2 separate regions of the Mus musculus genome follow, and region 2 is linked to region 1. Evidence: chromatin contacts called from public Hi-C data. All regions are on one chromosome and are shown on one strand. Each heading gives the region's core, a stretch centred on a gene start, on an enhancer-like site or on the middle of the called end of the contact. The rest is flanking DNA. Distances are from core to core; before and after follow the strand shown. Region 1 has its middle 44 kb from the start of Slc38a2. Region 2 has its middle 20 kb from the start of Gm32677.

Region 1 (6,662 bases), core at 2,058-4,557:
TCTGGAAGAAGCCTCAGTGCTCTTATCTCCTGAGCCACCTCTGCAGATTCCCCTGTGGTTTTATATGTCTGTCCACGAGTGTCTTACAGAGTGCAGCTTTCGGGTTTTACTAATGTTTCAAAGATTTCCAAAACTTGAAAGTCCCCAAGGGTCAGGGTTGGAGAAATACTGGGTATTTCCATCAGGAATAAATAGGAATTTATTCATTCCATACTTATATCTTAAATTTGCTTATAGCCCTGAACCACCTGTTGTGGGAGCTGGGAATGAACCCAGGTCCTACTGCACGAACAATAAGTGTTCCTAACCTCTGAGCCATCCCTCCATCCCTGATCTATATATTTTTTTTAAATAACTATGTGATATTCTGTTGCACAAATGCACCAGACTTTATCCTACTCCATCCTCCACTGTGAGCTGTTTGGCTCTCCTGCTATATTTAAAGGGAGGCAGCAGTTGAGACTTATGGCCGGCCAAGCACAGGAGAACAGTTAGAAACCACGGCTGTCTGTACTTGAAATTATGCAATGGATTTCCTTTTCTGATCACTTTTTGCACTAAAACCTTTTGACCCTTGTTTTCATGACTTCAGTTTTTAAAAATGGAAATAAAAATAGTATCAGTTAACCTTTAAGAAGCCTAGATTAACATAGTTTTAAAATATCATGTCATTAGGTCTCCAGAAGATAACACATCAAGTATCTCTATTAGTTATCATTTGTTCAGTATATACGCCTCTGTATGGCAGGCATTACATTACACTTTATATACAGGCATTGCACTACACTATATAGTTCCTATTTTATTGAAACGATAGGGGGCAGAGGAAGGGAAAGATACTAGTGTACTTGTATTTTAATATTTGCTAGGGCTTAGTTACACGAATTCTAGCTCCTTCTTCCCCGAACTCCATTAAAACAAAACAAAACAAAAAAAGGTTATGCCAAATGTCAGGACTTAATTTGAACCATTTTTGTTTGTCTATGCATGTTTGTGTGCCTGTGTGCACATGTACTTATATGTGTGGTGGACCAAAGCTGGAGTTGGTGTCTTCCTTAATCACTCTCTATGTATTGAGGCAAGTTCTTGTTGAACGTGGCCGATCTACCTGGCCAGCCTTCTCAGGGATCTCTGCCTCTACCTCCCGAGTGCTGGACTTACAGTAGCTGCTACACCTTCCCTGTTTCAGCCTGAGTTCTGAGACCCATTGTGTCAGGAGCTTTATCCACTGAGCCATATCTTCATGCCCATGTTAAGTGCTTTTGAAAGTCATAATTAACCCATATTTCTAGTATGAAGCTTTCCAAATATAGCACTATTTTCTGTGGCAGAGATAACTAATTCCAGGTTAGGATAATCAGCCCAACACCTACAAATGGATCCCAGATATTGAAACACAACATTTGTGTTAGGTTTCCAGAACAGAAAAACATTGCAAATTTCATCTAGCATCTACACATTAAAATCACTTATCATTTTTAAAAAAAGAAGATTATTATATGTGTATAATAGTGTGGATGTGTAGCACATGCCTTTAGGGCCAGAAGAGGGTGTCTCATCCCTATAACTGGAGTTCAGGTGGTTGTGAGCTATGCTGGGAACCGGACCTAGGTCTTCCGCAAGAGCAGCAAGTGCTCCTAACTGCCGAGCCATCTCTGTAGCGCTCTAGAATAACAGAAAAGGCGTCTAGTTTCATTTCCTAGAGTCAAGCAGCCAGTCCCTTCAGAGCTGTGTGGGTTAGATGCCATTCATTCTTGGCCCTCTTTCTTCTCCTCTTAAAGTTTCAGTCCACATCCCCAGCCCTTCCTTATGCAGCTTACATTACCTTTGACATCTTTCAGCCTGGCTCTTACTGTCCATTTACTATGGTCTTACATAGGAGTCTGTCCAAGCTGAAAGAAATCCTATTAGAACTTTTGGTGGTGGTGGTGGTGCAAAATATGTAAAAAAATTTTTTTTGGTAAAATATTTTAAAGTTAACTTTAGAAGAATCATTGTCTTAAAATGCCGAGTCTTTTAAAACAAAGCCACGACACTACTTTCTATTCTCTTGAAACTTTTTAAAGAGGACTGCTGTTTGTCTTGCTGTCTTTGTGAACATCTCACTCTGTGTGTGTGTGTGTGTGTGTGTGTGTGTGTGTGTGTGTGTGTGTGTCTCCTTCCACCATCTAGGCCCTGGGAACCAACTCAAGTGTGAGTAGAGCTTAGATCATTAGGCCTGGAGGCAGAGGCCTTTCTGTGTTGAGCTCTCTCTCTGGCCCGCCCTGTTCTATCTTCTGGTTGTTGGCATGCACGGGGATTATTGATGTCTCCATAGTTTGACAGTCAGGTGTCATGCTGGATCAATCCATGACGATGACGTTGGTGGTAGCTTTCCCACAAGGTCTCTTGAGTTCTTCAGCTAAGCCATCATTTTACCTGCAGGTCTCCATGGCTGTAACAGACAAATAGTGGTGACGATGAGGTGTCCTGCTAACCTGTCTGTGTGCACATGCAGCAAGGTCTCTCCGGGTCCCTGCCTGATTGCAGAAGTGATGTAAGCTGTCAAACACAAGCACACACAAAACAGCCAAAGTCTCAGTCAGCTCGAAGCAGAGCAAGACACACATGCAAATAAAAGCTCTTCTCGTACGCAGTTGCTGGTTAATCAGTTGTTACAGTGCTGGTAGGGGACAAAACAAAAGGACATCGCTACACCCCGCTGTCCCCGAATAACCGCCGGTCTTGCGTTCTCTGTGCCTTACAAAAGTGTTAGATAATGTATAATAAATACAGATTTGGGCCTGTAAAGCACTCCAATAAGATGTTACTTTGTTGCCCGTTGCTATGTATAGTTCCTTACAAGATTTAATTTGAAAACCAAGTTTAGTTGACGAGAAAAGTGGAACCTGTCTCAAGGAGTCCTGCCTCTCAGTTTGGGGACACAGAGCTGTCACTTGGAGCTCAGTGCCAGTGTGTTAGCAACCCGCATTCTCTGTATTGTGTGTATCATACTGCAGAGAGGGCGTCTTAGACTCCTATGTGTGACATTTGGAACAATTCCAGTTGTGTGCTTACCTGCAGTGTAAGGATAGTTAAGATAACACGGGTAGGGAAGCTGCCCTGCCCAGTGAAGGAAGTGATTCATTGACAGCCATGCTTGGGGAAACGCAACTCAGGATTGCATCAGCCAGCATTTGAAAACAACGGGTCCCAGGAAATTGTTTGGAAATCCATCCTGGCACTTTCCCTTATTGGTCTAACTACTGGCTGGGTTAATGCAAGCAGCTGCCGCTGGTGCTGTGCGTTGCTGGTTATGTACTCTGGTAGCTCTGGAAGGGGTGTGGGAGGCTCTCTCATTTGCTCACTGAGGGAAATGAGGCCCACAGAGGACCTGGGGTTTGCTCAGTGTTGCGTAAGCAGAAGGTGGTGGAACCAGGAGTTCCTAAATTATCCAGTTCTGCCAAGGTAGCATGAGGGCATGGGTTGTAATCGGATCTCTTAGAAACTTGCTTTTCTGACTTGGGGAATGGACTCCATACTCTGCGGTAACGTTGTAAATATGACACGAAACCCTGTGAGCGCATGCATGTAAAACATCGCAGGCAGTATTTTCACATACACAGAACACTGCATTTATGAATCACGTCTGTATTATGTATCGCCTTCTACTCTTCCCTCCTACCATCTTGTCGACAGGCATAGGCTTAACTTACACTTCTAGACATCCACCCCAAATCTTTTACCTACATTGTAGCAAATTACAGCACGGTTTATGAAATCCCCGACCTAATGGTTTCTCTGGGGACTAACTTAGAGCAAATTTCCTCCAGTATTTTCATTGTTAGCCTCTTCGTCCATTTTGCAAAGGCCAAGAGCATTTCCAGGTGATCAAGATGAAGCTACGGTTTGTTGAATCGTACCGTTGGATGGTGTCCGGACGGAGCTGTAATACATGAGCCAGATGACATATCAGAAGAGGCCATAAACATGGGGCCGAAGCAGAATCACAAAAATGCACTTATCTGCCAACGCATTGGTGTAAGCAGTTACACAGCTGGTCAGGAATTTCCTGCCGTGCCATTTCCCCTCCCCCCTATGGAACTTTTCAATGGCTTGAAATGGGCGCCCGCACCTCTTCCTCGGGCCTGGCGCCTGGCTGTTATCAGCTCCATTCAGCTATTCCTCCCTATAAGGTTTGGAGTGCTCCTGACACTTGTGAATGGGTGTGCCCAGGAATGTGTGTCTGTGTCTGTGTCACCGAAGACCCGGTGTCATCTTCCCCTTCTCTCACACAGGAGTGCTGTGAGTGACTTTTCTAACACGTATTAGTTCTTTAGACGTCTAGGAAAACAGTTTCATAAGATCAGAAGCCATGCGTGTTTTACCAGAAATAATCTCCTAAAACACTGATATGTCAAGTAGCGGTGAAGAAACTTCCAGGGAGCCGAGGAAGGGAATTGGAGTATTTTTCTTGTCTTTTTAATTTTTTTAAAGACTTATTTACGTGGGTGAGTGTTTTGTCTGTGCATGAAGTGTACATCAAGTGCCCTCAGAGGTCAGAATAAGGCATTGTTTTCCCTGGGACTGGAGTTACAGATGACTGCAAGCCACTCTGTGCTCTTAACTGCTGAGCCATCTCACCAGCCGCTAATCTGAGTATTTCTAGTTAGAACTGTGAGGCAAAGTGAAACAGGATGCTGCAGAGGGTGCCATGAAGCTTGGCTGCCCACAGGGTCCAGGGCAGCCCCACAGCCAACTCAATGAGCTGGTGGAGCACTGGGGGATTCAGTTCTGTTTTCTTCAGCTCAAGAAATGGGAGCGCTGGCCAGTGCTCTTCATCTCTGACTTATTTTGCGAAGTCAAATGAAACACCCTGAAAATCTTCATTTAGATACACAGAGGAAAACTCCCACAGCCCTGTTTTAGCCCACAGACATGCAAATTAACCTATTTTAGCAAATTAACCTATTTTAGCGTGTGTTCCGATCGTGAACAGGAAGTAGCATAGAGAGGGAAATTTGATGGTTTTTAGCTTTCCATGGAGAGACTAGGCCCTTTTGTTTGTTTGTTTTTTTTAAATTAGATTCAGTAATAGCAGATATTTAGGAATTATCAGTTTCCTAAATATAATCTAATGTAAACCCCCTTTTTTATTATCAATTTCATAACAATCTACAAGGACAGGGAGAATATCACTATCTTTTTAAACTCTCTTGGCAGCCCCTTTATGCAGCTGTCAGGTGAGCTTTATCAGGTGTGTTAACTCACTAGGATTACAATTTCTGACAAACTGCACAGGCAAGTGCCTCTGGTGTGGCAGGTTATTCCTTTAATCCCAGCACTACAGAGGCAGAGGCGGGCAGATCTCTGAGAGCTTCAGGCTAGCCTGGTCTACATAGGGATTCCAGGACAGCCAGGGCTACACAGTGAGACCTGTGGGGAAAACATAAAAGAGAACATGCCATTACTACTCTCTTGACCTTACAGTGGAGCTAATGTCTAGAAATGCAAACACAAGTTCATAGAGATTTTACTGGGCAACTGGACGAGGGGTAAACCAGGAATGTGTGTCTTGGAAGGAGCAGGAAGAATAGCCATGACTTCTTCAGGTGATGGCCTATTTTGTAAGACTGGAAACTCGGCGACAAATGTGTTTAGAAGCAGAAGGGAAATTTACTTTGAAAACATTAGCTGCTCAGTAAGTAGGCATGTTGAAAATGAAAACATCAGCAGCAAAAGCTTTTGTAACTACAATTGCTATTATTTATTTTTGTTTTTTACAATACTGGGGTTTGAACCAGGATCTTGTAGGTGCCAGGCAAGTGTTTATCAGCTGAGTTATAGCCTCAGCCTTCAAAATTATAATTTATAGGAAAACAGAATTTCATTGTTATAAGAACAGACTGCATAAAGGCAAAAGCCATTCTTAGACAAAGCTCGTAGAATAGTGTTTAGTAAAGACAGCAGATAGAAACAGACATGTGTCAATAAGTCGATAACAAAGTAATTATAAATAATCATATTATAAAATACATAGGTCCTTAGTAAGGAATTAGCTGAAACATACTGACGACATGAGAGAAGACTTGAATGTATGACTGGCTTGGTTTTTTTTTTTTTTTTTTCTTTCTAATTTTCAAAACAGGGTCTTCATGATGTAGCTCTGGCTGTCCTGAAACTCACTCTGTAGACCAAGATGGCCTGGAAGTCACAGAGATCTGCCTGCCACTGCCTCCCAAGTACTAGGATTAATGACTTTCACCACTACCTAGGTCTGATCAGAATGGCTTTTATTTGGGAGTATTTGATACTGTAACAGCTTGCATTCTTTCTAGAAGAATCTAATTGGTTAACGTTAGTGGAATTAAAAATTCAATAGATATTGTTTTACACTTGTGAAATTAATTGCTTAGTGGAAGACTGCCTGTGCAAAGGAAGCCAGTGGAAGTCCAGAAAGAGGAACAGTGGCTGAATATAGGTTTGCCTTTCCTAAATAGTCGCTAATTCACCAAATGTGTTGAGTCTTTCCTACGCATGTGGCAGCATTTTATAACCAGTGATACAAAAATCAATCAAATAGAGCCAGATTTGGTTTCTCGTGGAACTTAAACTTGGAGATACAAACAGTATGCCAATAAACATGAAAATATGCAAGGTAAATGGTGGTGACATGAAGGAGA
Region 2 (6,662 bases), core at 1,164-3,663, 110 kb after region 1:
CAAAGACCTGTAACCTTAGAGTAACCCTTTGACCCAAGTTCCTTAACTACAGTAAGCCATAAAACTTGTCTCAGGAGGGGTCCCTTCCCCACACCAGGCCTGGGGAGTAGCCTTGGTCACAAGAGACTGGGATTGGAGCTACACTGAACCAGGGTGAACAAACTGAAGTTTCCCTTATCTTCTATGCCTACCCACCCTTTCTTAGTGACATCCTTTGAAGCTATTACTCTGGTTCACCTCTCCTTTGGCCCCATTATTGTGTCCCAGATGTGCCGTTCTTGGTCTGAAACAGTGAGGTAGCCTCATTCCTTCATCATCTCTGCTGACTTTACCCCCTTGTGAAGATCTGCAGACTTCTGCTGGTCTCCTGTTACACTTCCGATTAATTGGGTTCTTAGAGCCCACATAGGAAGAAGGGTGTAGAGGAAGTCTCTTTTGCTTTCCTCTACAGTAGGGGATAAAGTGGTGGTGAGAGGCCACGTCTGGTAAAAGTCAGGTTATGGGATTGTCTGCTGCTGAAGATGAGTGTGTTCTGGTTCATTCATCCATCTATTCATTAGGTGTTTAGTGAGAACTTACTGTGTGTGACATACTTAGTTAAAGGACAGTGTCTTAGTGTTCTGTTGCTGTGAAGAGACACCATAACCATAGCAACTCTTATAAAAGAAAACATTTGATTAGAGCTTACAGTTTCAGAGCTTTAGTCCATTGATGTCATGGTGGGGAACATGACAGCACACAGGCAAACATGATGCTGGAGAAGTCGCTGAGAGCTACATTCTGATCCACAAGCAGAGAGACTTTGGGTTTGGCACGGACTTCTGAAACTTCAAAGCCCACCTCCAATGACACACTTCCTCCAACAAGGCCACACCTCCTAATCCTTTCAAATAGTGCCACTACCTGGGACCAAGCATTTGAATCTATGAGTCATTCTCATTCAAACCACCACATATGAAACAGAAACAGTCATGGTCTCTAGGACTCCAGAGTATGGGGTGCTGAGGCTATGCCAACGGATAGCTCAGTGTTGTGTAAAAATGCCACAGTTACAGCAGGCAGAGAGTGGTGCAATTCCAGGTGAAGGGGGTGCTGTGGAGGGGTAACAGAGCCAAGATGGTGGATGTTCGAGTTGTAATTAAAGAGCAAATAGAGATATTTGCCTAGAGGACAGTGGGAGAAGTAGTCACGGAAGGGGGTAGCCTGGGCAAAGGGCACAGTCCTAAGGAGGAGCTTGTGGGTAGGGTGTGAGGGGTCATAGGGGGTAATGCTCAATGGTGTCACTGATAGACCCTCACCCTCACTCATGGGGGCAGTTCTGACCCAGAAAAGGGCCTGACTAGACTTTGGTGATTGACAGATGACTCTAGACATCCTGAAGCTGCTGCGCTGGAGGGAGGCGTGCAGAGACTCATGGGTAAGGAGAGCAGATCACCACTGTGACTGTACCACATGTAAGCACACACTGCTCCCTTCGCTGTGGAGTGGGACGGGGCTGCGTAAATGCTGTGTCTACACTGAGCACAGGTCTAAGATGTTCAGTTGGCTCTTTTTTTTTTTTTTTAAGACTGGGTCTTGTGTGGTTACAAGGCTGGCCTTGAACTTGCTGTGTAGGCAAGGATGGCCTTAAACTCATAATCCTCATGTTTCTGCCTCTAGTGTGATGGGATTACAGGCGTACATTTAGGTCTTATGATATAATTCAAAGCCTCAGAAAGCCAGGAAAACCTATTAAGACAAGGGAAGTCAGACACGGAGCAGTTTTTGGTTTCTTTGTGTACACATGTTATTTTTCTACATTCAGGCCAAAAGCTTTCAGGTTATTATTAGCCCATTTGAACATCTCACCAACATAAGGCTAATAACAATGTGAACTTGATTTTACTTTATGCACATTGGTGTTTTGCTTGCATGTATGTCTGTGTGAGGATGTCGGATCCCCTGGAGTTACTGACAGCTGTGAGCTGCCATGTGGGTGCTGAGACTTGAACCCAAGTTCTTTGGAAGAACAGCCAGTTCTCTTAACCACTGAACTATCTCTCCAGCCCCAACAGCGTGAACTTGTGTTAAACCCACTCTAACTGGGATTTAAGGAAGGCATTTCTAAAGGAATTCTCCAACAGGGCAAATGAGAAGGTTCAATTTCACTAAAAACCTGGACTTGATACATACATTTAGTTGTAGTTTTACAAATATGTTTGACAACCAAGCCCTAAAGACACATTTTGACTAAAGATTCCTTTGTCCTCAAAAGAAGGAAGGAAGGGAGGGTGCTGTTAAATCCAGGAGCTATTTTTTTCTGTTTTTGCTCTCACCTTCGCCATTTCTGTGGCTGAGACTCTGAACAGGGAGTGCTGGGGCAGATCCCCTCTAGCAATCCAACCAGGTCAAGGGTAACAGGCAGACAAGGAAAAACAAACATTTAAAGGCAACAATGTTGCAGAAATGAAGCCGGTGGGAGGGGTAAGCCAGACTCTTTTACTTTGACTGTGAGATAACGTCCTAACAGGTGCTGGGACTTAGGTCAACATTATTAATAGAATGGAAATTCTAATGGGAGCAGCAGAGTGATCCTGGGAGCTAAGCACTAAGACCCTGGTAAGGAGCAAATGGTCTCAAATATCCCCTTGTCACAGAAGGGGTCCTCGTCGCCAGCTACACCTCCCTCTCCTACCTCATTTACCTCAGTGTTAGGCATCACTTTATCCTGCCTTGAATGCTGTTTGGTTTAACTGGAATCTACCAACATACTTACCTACCTCGTCCCTCTATTGGGGTTGCTGCTGGTGTAGCATAGAAAGGCCTTTGAAACAAGCTGGTATGTTACTCCAAATATTTCCCAGCATCTAAGGCTTCTAGATAGCAGTTACCCATTGGAATGGCAGGTGAGGAGTGCTGGCTCCCGACAGCTTAGATTTCTGACTCTGCCTCTTAGGCATGTGGCCCAAGGATAGTTCTATCCTTCTCTGTCTGACTTTCTCCCAGCACATGAATGATGAACTTCTGCGGTTGTACTTTGATTTTTTATTTATTTTTGAAACATGGCTTCAGTCTTAGCCCAGGCTGGTAAGAACTCAGTACATAGCACAGGCTGGCTTAGAACTTTTGGCAATCCCTCTGTCTCAACCATTTGAGTTCTGGAATCACAGAGTTGACCCACCTTATCTGGCTTGAATGATGTACTTTTAAAACCCATAAAATGTGACTTCTGTTGTCTACTACTTAATATTGGGCCGCTACTGTTAACATGCGTTCACAGTTTCAAGATTATTACAAATGGGAAACTTCCTCCAGCTCATACCTGTGAGTGGCTCACCTTATTTTAACAGAGTAGAGCCAAGATAGTCTACAGAATCAGCAGTGTGATGGCTGAAGAGACCAAAGAACGAGCCATGGTTAGACTCCCCAATAAATGGTGAAGATGGGAGTGGTTTCTCACATGGCCTGTCAAGTTCACCCAGGACACATGGGTCTTCATTTGGATTAGAAGCATGTGTGTGTGTGTGTGTGTGTGTGTGTGTGTGTGTGTGTGTGTGTGTGTGTGTGTGTATAAGCACTATGAACAACGTGGGTGCACTATGGGCAGTATGGGAGCACTATGAGCAATGTGAGAGCACTATGAGCAATGTGGAAGCACTATGGGACTTGTGAGAGCACTATGGGAAGTATGGGAGTACTATAGACAAAGTGGGAGCACTATGGGATATGTGGGAGTACTATGGGCAATGATACACACGCAGGAGGGCAGCTTTCAAGGTGGATTGTTCTGGAAGGAGAAAGTGAATGAAAGCTGGGAGGGACTGGTGAGACTGTGGTGCTAAGCCCTGAACACTGTGCTAAAGGAGCTGGATAAGGTTCAGAAAGTAATGGTTCAGCCCCTGAAGAAACTATTGAAACTATTTAGGGCAGCACAGGGGCATATTTCTGTTTTAGAAAATCCACATCAATGGGGAACCTGCTGGATGGTAGGGATCGAAGGAGGAGATAAGAGCAGAGTTAAAAGGCTTTAATGCTATTTTAAGGGAAAACACGATATGGGCCTGAGTGATTACAGCAGAGACAGGGAGGGAAGATTGACCACGGCTGTGTCCATTGGACAAGGTCATCAGACTGAAGATCACATCCACTCTAGAGAAAAAGGAGAAACAATGTCTAAGGCATGTGCCTACTCTGAGCAACTAGATAATATTAGGAAGCAGACACACAGTGTCTCACTCAAAGAAATTCACTGTTGAACAGGAGAGGGACAAACAATTTTTTAAAAGAGCGCACAGCATGGATTAGGATTGGGGAATTTTCAAGCCTGTGTTACGTCTGTGGCAGTCTGCAGAGTGCTTTGCACATGCCTTTCCTCTGTATGTTTATGCCAATCTGTAAACATAGCCTCTCCCAGTCATCACCTGTGAGTGGGTATGGAGCCTTGGCAGGATTTTTGAGGCCCTAAGTGACTTTCCCTCTGGATTTAGCTTTCTTATATATATTATATATTTTGAAGCCCAAGGAGCTACATCAAAAATTCATCCTTTCCTTTACAAAATGTAACCTCTTATTCCAAAGAAGAGGCGCGTGCAAACCGTCACTAGTCATTTGTCCACAAAGAGTCCCTGTCTTGGGTCTGGTCTTGTGCACAGGACAAGGAACGGATGAAATTTCTGTTATCAGGGAGAAGGGAAAAGAAGTACAGACTACATGGGGTTAACCATTATGGAATATTGTTGGAAAATCAGTTCAGATGACTTAGTAAGTTTTAGGCAGATAGAAACTTAATTCATAAGGGTTTTGTTTGTTTGTTTGTTTTTGGGTTTTTTTTTTTCTTGTTTTTTGTTTTTTTGAGACAGGGCTTCTCTGTATAGCCCTGGCTGTCCTGGAACTCACTTTGTAGACCAGGCTGGCCCCGAACTTAGAAATCTGCCTGCCTCTGCCTCCCGAGTGCTGGGATTAAAGGCGTGCACCACCACTGCCCAGCTAATTCATAAGTTTATTCTTTATCCTTTGTTATAATTTAGACCAGCCAGAGGAAGGTAGAGAAGCCAGATCCTGAGCCTGAGTTCTGATCTCTGACCTGACATCTATCTGTTTGTTGCCCCACATGGAAGATCTAGGTTAATGACGGATCTTCCACCGAGATCTGAGCATCTTTGAAGGTGTGCTAGCATTGAGTGGATAGATTACTGTCTTTGTTATTGTGTTCATTGACATATGCTTGTGTGTGTGGAGGGGTGGTAGGTAGAATGCAAGGCAGGAGGATGTCAAGAATGAATGGGCATGGCCCATCAAGACAAGTGGACTGTACGTGGAGTGGACCATCCCATGCGTGTGTGTACCACTGTTGGTTGACTGACTGAATTCTCTCTCCATCACTCTCCAGAGTCCTCAGAAGTTGGTTCTCACAAAAATGGCAAGAATTTCTGTCTCAAGAACATGTTGAGTCCCCTTGACTAACCTTCTCACTCATTCTTAGAAAGGGCATCACCCCTTTTCCTGCAGACAGAAGTGTCTAAGTTGTAGTTAATATTTTTAGGGACTAGGGCACAGCCAATGAGGTGATCAACCCCAGGGTGACATACACCAGGATAGACTTGAACTCCAGATCATGCCTACTTGCGTACGTAGTTTTGGCCCCACCTCCTAAGTGCTGGGATTAGAGGTGCGTGCCACAGTGCCCACCCCAAATCCTTTATAATTGAGGAATGTGTTTATTCAAAACTCTAGCAAACATGATGCAATTTTGGGATCCAGTAAGTCTACCTACAAGAAGAATAATCTAAAAATCCAAGTATTTCTGTTCAAAGCTTTTTTATAGAATTATAGCTACTTTTCTTGGAGTTGATTATTGTTTGTCAAGCCAAGCAGTGGTAATTAAGGCGAACTGATACCTACAGCATCCGTGTATTAGAGGGTAAGCTCCTTTCCATTGCCCTCGTTTGTCCTTCGTTGTTGATTACACTTTCCATTTCTTCCAAGGCCTACAGGAAAGGCTGGCAATTTTTTAATCATCAAATCAAAGCTCCTTCTTAGAATCATTTCATTTGGTGTAATGCAAGGCACGCTGTGGGTAATTCGATCAGCTCGGTCATTCCCACAATTAGAACAAGATCATACCTTCCTGAAATATTCGCTAGGTCCACTGTTGGAGTCACACAAAAGCAATGCGCATAGTCTGGATATCGTGTGGCCCCAAACCAGTTGTTGCTTTAAAATACTACGTACACAAGTAGGCATGTAAGGATTACCTCTGAAAGTTTGTCTGTCATCTCAGTAAACCACGTTTGCTGATCCTCTCTATGTTTGGCTTGTTAGTTGGTGACTAAGGACACACAAATCGGGGCATTTCACCACCTTCTCTGTTTGGTGGGTGTGTTGTGGCTGTCCACCCATGGGAGATTCTCCATCTTCTCTCTGTTTGGTGGATGAACTGTGGATAGCCACAAGCCTTCCCAAGATCTGAATGGTCAGGGAAAGCCATGTTGAGGCTCACTGAGTGCTCTGTCAGGCCTGTTTTCCTCCTGTGCCTATTCCTATGCTCATTGTGGTGTGAGGTGAACAGAGCTTCTGAGGGTCACAGTGATGGTGGCTACCCCACCTTCTGGAGTTCACAGTGATTGTGGCTACCCTGTCTTCATTGTAAAGAAGGGAACAGCTGGACAGCAAATAGGTTTACC

The links. A called contact is a pair of places that touch in the nucleus more often than the background predicts.
Region 2: a Hi-C map of liver shows a contact between it and region 1, with 2.2 times the contacts expected there. The contact joins two enhancer-like sites. A contact is called at or near these places in 1 of 15 datasets of contacts at CTCF or cohesin (the NIH/3T3 cell line), 2 of 484 Hi-C or Micro-C datasets (liver and nephron progenitors) and 2 of 115 datasets of contacts at active chromatin or transcription factors (extraembryonic endoderm stem cells and trophoblast stem cells).

The regions. Positions count from the first base shown.
Region 1 is chr15:96,740,249-96,746,910 of GRCm38.p6, forward strand. No RefSeq gene overlaps it. Among named protein-coding and RNA genes, the nearest start is that of Slc38a2, 44 kb to the left of the region's middle. Within about 2 kb of position 3,308, at least 135 of the 459 cell types and tissues checked have an H3K27ac peak or open chromatin away from gene starts, as enhancers often do. A contact at or near this core is called in liver, where this site is marked.
Region 2 is chr15:96,855,523-96,862,184 of GRCm38.p6, forward strand. No RefSeq gene overlaps it. Among named protein-coding and RNA genes, the nearest start is that of Gm32677, 20 kb to the left of the region's middle. Within about 2 kb of position 2,414, at least 10 of the 459 cell types and tissues checked have an H3K27ac peak or open chromatin away from gene starts, as enhancers often do. A contact at or near this core is called in liver, where this site is marked.